Regions from separate parts of the Gossypium arboreum genome. Here region 2 is linked to region 1. A link is a contact called in public Hi-C data. All regions are on one chromosome and are shown on one strand. The core of a region is the stretch at or near the end of the contact, and the rest is flanking DNA. Distances in the headings are between cores, read along the strand shown.

Evidence for each region. Hi-C and Micro-C count contacts between places; a contact is called where the count stands out from the background.
Region 2: a Hi-C map of leaf shows a contact between it and region 1, with 2.9 times the contacts expected there. The contact joins the promoter of LOC108483048 here to the promoter of LOC108483223 in region 1. A contact is called at or near these places in 3 of 5 Hi-C or Micro-C datasets (all in leaf).

What each region holds. Positions count from the first base shown.
Region 1 is chr1:113,913,972-113,916,998 of ASM2569848v2, forward strand. LOC108483223 (trafficking protein particle complex II-specific subunit 130 homolog) reads right to left here and starts at 1,421. Exons shown (of 21, transcript XM_053030594.1): 1 at 866-1,421; 2 at 1-197. The coding sequence starts at 929.
Region 2 is chr1:114,095,028-114,097,901 of ASM2569848v2, forward strand. LOC108483048 (COP1-interacting protein 7) reads left to right here and starts at 1,320. Exons shown (of 9, transcript XM_017786232.2): 1 at 1,320-2,033; 2 at 2,131-2,307; 3 at 2,422-2,549; 4 at 2,627-2,658; 5 at 2,758-2,810. The coding sequence starts at 1,975.

The DNA of each region.
Region 1 (3,027 bases), core at 171-2,670:
CTCTCGGAACCAAAATAAATATTGCTCATGAGGAAATCTGCTACGTAGTCTTGCATCAGTTGTTAATATGTATTCAGCTGGCAAATTCTCTACAAACACAGGATTCCGGGTCTTGTTATTTAAGCAAGACCTTTTGAATGGAAGCCGCTCTTCAAAACTATTCTTGACAGTAGGCCACAAGTCACTGACATCTTCAACTGTAATGCAGTTGACGACGAAATAGTTAGTTAGAAATCTGAAGCTAGCAGAAGATCGGAACAATGTGAGCTAGTTCCGAACCATGATTCACAAATTACTATTAAATACAAACAACTAGAAAAGAAACAAACTTTGGAGTTGATAGATTAAATATCCATAGGTCATATATTTCCATTTCGCATTCCATACATCTAACCGATCCAGAAGGCAAAAAGATCAAGTACAAAACTTAAAGCAACGACATTTATTAGACAGTCACCAGCATTGATGCAAGCAATCGAAGATTTAGTATTAACTTCTCCCTACTTCTAAGTTGTAATAAATTCCCAGAAAAAAAATAATCAAGTACTCGCTTCATAAAATCAACTAAGAAGCTGAAAGCAACAACATTTACCTCATGATCACCAAAAATTATCCATTTAAACTTAACTCTTCACATTTAGACAATCCTTTACTTTCAAAAAAATCAACTCAAAATCTTAAATCATGAATAAATAACATCAACCTTTAGAATTTCCACATCAGAAATCTAACACTAAAGTAAACACATCCCTGATCCCGCACACCCAACACCATAAAAATCCCCAAAAGAGATTTAAAAGTGACCCTAAACCCAAAGTTCAATTGGAAGAGTTCAATTCAAATGAGAAGCAAAAAAAGTAATTACCAGCAATGATAAGATGGTTACAAGTGCTCTTGATTGTTTGAAACTGAGCTAGATAGTTCGCCATTCTCTTCTTTCCCGATCTAAAAGAAACTTACAAAATCCATTAGATCAAATGCAGAAAAGTGAAGGAAAAATGGTTAATTTATCTTAGTGAGAGATTTGGAGTGTTAGTTTCGCTTATGCTCCAACCCAAGGATCTAGTTTCTCCTCCGCTTCGTCCTCGTTAAGCGCTATGTTTTCTCAAAGTGTCAGCTGGGCCTCATTAATGGCGTCGTCCATGTTTCAAAGATTTTTCTTAGGCCCAACTAAATAAGGCCTGAAAGAAAAGATCGATTTTAGCCCAAATTACTTCTCCATTGCCTGCAAATGCTGTGTTTTACTCTCCTGAAAGAAACATTCCAGGCTAAAGTATTTGGCTGAATGGATGTGGAATACGGGTATGTATTTGATACGAATTTTTACAATAAAGAGTTGGGATAACATAGTTTCGAAATCCCAGGTCAGCAAACACACACATGAAGGCTATCCAGGATGTTACATTGATAATTTAGTTTGCATATTATTGTATTAAGTGATACTAATAATCAGCCTTATGGACCGTCTTCCTTTTGCGTTTTAGGCTTCTATGGAGTACTTTGCCTGCCCTCCAGCATTGCTAGCTATGGGTTCCACAAACAAAGCCTTACACAGTTTGACTTGGTCTTTCCTTTATTCTACTGCTTCAATAGTTAATCTGACTTGGTCTCTCTCAGTCTCTCCTATTCTGCAGCTTCAACAGGTTTAATTACTAATCTGATATAAGATTCTTTTTAGTGTATTCGGTTGTTCTTTATTTAAAATAATTCCCCTCTAACATGAGATATTTTTGGACCTCAGTACTATCCTTAGATAAGGTAAGATTTTGTCTTCTAACTCTCTAGAGAGTGGTACCATCTCTCCTTAACTTACATATTATAAGTTAGATATTCAAACTCTACCAATAGTAAATAACCACCATTTTCTTGATAATTAATCGAGTGCTACATATGGCCTGATTCAATGAGGATTCTCGCTTTGCAAACTCATGGCACTTTGGCTTTCCATATATCAAGAGACAAAATATCAAGAGACAAAACTTTGATTCAACTTGAGACAATACTAATCCATTGAAGGATTTGTCTATTTTTGATAAATGTTATTTTAAAAACCTCTCCAAAAGGAGTTAAACTCTCCTCCACAAAATGCGTCTTTTCAACTAGACCAAACGGTACATGCCTTCCCTCAAGTAGCCTATATCTTATAGGTTGGGAGTTTAAATCCTACTATAGGCAAATGTCCATCATTTCCTTTGGTAGTTGACTTAGTGTCATGCAGATTTAACCTAGTAAGGCGTTTCTTCTTTGTGAATTCATGTTCTCTTCAGTCACTTGGATTTTCCATAGAGTTGGAAGAAAAAATCTTCACTCAACTCGGGGATAATATTAACCTATTAATGGTTCCTTTAGCTTTGATTAAATGGCACTTCGAAGACTTCTCCATAAAATTTCGGTCTCCCCTCAATGAGTTCCAAAGGTGTATTTCTTGTGAAGGGGCATTTGGAGAACCATGTGGATATATAGGCCATTGAAGCATTAAGTTGTTTTTTCTTGTGCAGGTTCAGACTGGTGTTGCATTGTCTTTCTGAGCAGCAGTTTTTTTGTTTACTCTCCATTGTTTTTAATCGCCCTTAATGCTGTTTTTACGCTGACATTAACTATATGTCATGTCTAATATAAACTTCGCCTTGCTAATATACAACAGGCTCATTCAATTCATTGGGTATATGGTTATATCTTCTGACCATGTTGCTTGACTGCAAGGCAAAGCGCATTCTACTCTCTTGGCTTTGCAACAAATAGATTATACTCACCATATTTTGATTTCAATATGAGAAAATCTTCAAAAACGCAAAGAAACCCATGATTCTGCTTATTATCTATCAGTTCTTTATGACCAAAAGAAACAAAAAAGTGAAAGAAGATGCTTGCACAGTTTTAAAATAATGAAGCTTTTGAGAGGTTCCCCTCTTTTCTATTACTTTAATTTGCCAATATTTCCTCAAATATTTTTCAGTAATTTCAATGGTATTTGCTTATATTCTCAGTTTCAGATTTTGCAGATGTTGTGATTTTAGCTGCCATTAT
Region 2 (2,874 bases), core at 70-2,569, 180 kb after region 1:
TTAGATAAAGATATAAGTTTGAAAATGAATTTGGACAAAAGATTAGGCCTGTTTAGAAAATGAGTCAGGCCTTAGATAAGATTTTTTAGGCCTAGGCTTGGCCCGAATTTGCAAAAAGAAAAAAAAAAAGTTGTTTGCTCACTATAATACTGTAATTTTACTATTATGTTTCTATTATTTTATTGTTATTATTTGAATATTATATAATTTTTATTTTATTGTTAATTTTGCTACTATTTTAGAGGTATTTTCTTGTTAAGTTGCATTATGTTTTTATTTCAATTTATTAGGAAACATTTATTTTAATATTTTTAGTATTTTTGATGTATTATATATTTTTTTAAAAATAACACTGGCGGGCCGAATCCAAATTCTAGCATTTTTAGCCGGGTCAATTCCAAATTTAAAATTTTTTCAAGGCTCGACCCGAACTCGACTCGACCCATGAACATTTCTACGGCGGTTGCATGGGTTTTATTCAAAATTTCAATTATATATTTGTATTTCGTTGATTTATTTTCAATATAAATATGATTTAATAATATTTAATTGTTACTTAACATTATTATAATTTTCAAGGAAAAGAATAACATTATTATATTTTTTTGGGTTAAACACAATATTATAATTCTAATTCACTTCACTATCTAAATTTTAATTAATATTTTTAAATATCTGATTATTTAGTTGTTAGCAGTGGCCAGTGGGGAAGCCAAGGCCTATCTAAAATGATAAATTAGGGTCTTTAAAATTTAAGAAATTTCAAATTAATATAATAGTAAAATTGCACATTAACTTCAAAAATTTATAATTCATCTCTAGCCCTTCTAAATAATTCTCTGACTTCACCTTTAGTTGTTACTCAAACTTTAATACTATATGTAAACACTTACAATATGTTGGGTTTCATCAAAATAGCCCATTATGGTCAAACTATAAATTTTATTTACTGCAACTATATTATGTAACAAAAATTAATACAAATGATTATAAGTTAAATTTTGTTGATAATCTCTAGCAATATTGCTTATATGTAATAACAATTAATACATATGATTATAAGTTAAATTTTGTTGATAATCTCTTGCAGTATTACTTAAAATGTTATTTAAGTTGTCTTATATAAAACAGTAATTAAAATTATTATCACACTTATTAAATATAGATTCAAACCATATTATTTCGTTCTCACCCTAATATTATATTTTACTGTACCCATAATTTAAAAAAAAAAAAAGAAAAGAAAGAGGAGAGGTAACTTTGAAGAATGTATATGATAATTTATTGGGTTGGAATATTTGGTTGGCAGAGGTGAAAGCTGCCATTTTAATTCATTTATTCTTTGCCTATTCTCTCACTCATTCTGTCTACTCACTAAAGTGAAACTCAAAACAATTTTACATTAAATTGAATAAATTAAAGTTTCCAATGCAGATTCAGAATGGAAATGTTATAAAGAATAAGAAAGACCTCTCAACTAACCAAGATTTAGAAAATAGAAGGTTAAATAATAATTAAAATAATTTTGCCATGAAGAAGGGAAATTGATGGATACAACTGTCGGTAACTGGGACCAATCTTGAATTAAAAAAAAAAAAATTTATTGTCTCCTACTTCTCTCCTTATGATCCTCAATACTTTCCCATGTGCTAAAGCTTCAGTTTCAGAACTGGCATTTCTTTTTTATTATTTCCATAATGTGTATAATTCTTCCAAGCTAAACAAAAATAGTACAAAAGACCCTGCACGAAGAAACAGCACAAGATCCAATGAAAACTTCCCTCAATTGAGTTTATAAAACTTTTCCCATGTTTTCATTTTTTTCAGTCTGTCAGCAGAACATGTTCCTGTAACAACATAGCAAGGAACTGAAACTTCCAACAATGGATGAACTCAACCTGTGAAAGAATTAGTGTTTGCTTCTCTGTCTTGTCTCTCAGGAACTTCTGGTTGTATATTTGTAAGGCTTAAAAAATGGACTTCAGGACACGTCTAGATTATGCTTTGTTCCAACTTACACCTACTAGAACCAGGTAAAGATTTTGCATGCCTTGTAAAAATGTCGTCTTTTTCTTCTTTTTTGATTGTTTGGACATTCATCTGAGAATGGCTTTGGGGTTTGAATGGAAGATGTGATCTGGTGATTTTTGCTGGAAAAGAGAACGAGAAATTGGCATCAGGGTTGCTAGAACCCTTCATTTCACACCTCAAAGCTGCTAAAGATCAAATTTCTAAAGGAGGCTACTCTGTAACTCTTCGCCCTGTCGCCTCATCTCCTCCCTGGTTCACCAAAGGCACTCTCCTAAGGTAAAAGCTCTTTCAGGACATTGCATTACTTTCCTCCAGGAAGAAACAAGATCTTGTTTTTTAACTCTTTTGTGTCATTATACCTTGTTAATGATTTCTAATGCATTTTAACAGGTTTGTGAGGTTTGTTAGTACACCAGAAGTTCTTGAGAGATTTGTGACAGTGGAGAGGGAAATCGAACAGATCGAGAATTCGATTCAATCGTACGAAGCAAACGCTGCCGGGACGACAGATCCAGATGGTATGTTTGGTCCCCAAATTTTATGTTCAAAGAGTGTTTAATTCCTGTTTGTCTGAGAATTGTATGTTTTCTTTCAGGGAATTTCCAAAAGCCATATACTTCATCTAAGGTATGCTTTTCAGCATTCTCTACCATATATTTTTTTTGTTTTGATTTATTTGATAGCTTACATCTTAATCCCAGAATTTTATTATGATGGTGCATGTAGTCTAAAGGTGAATTCGATGGAACCGAAGATGATGTTCCAGAAGAAACTTCCAAGTAAATTACTTGTTCCTACAGTTAATCCCATTAGCTTGATTTCTTTTCAAAATGCATTCGTTGC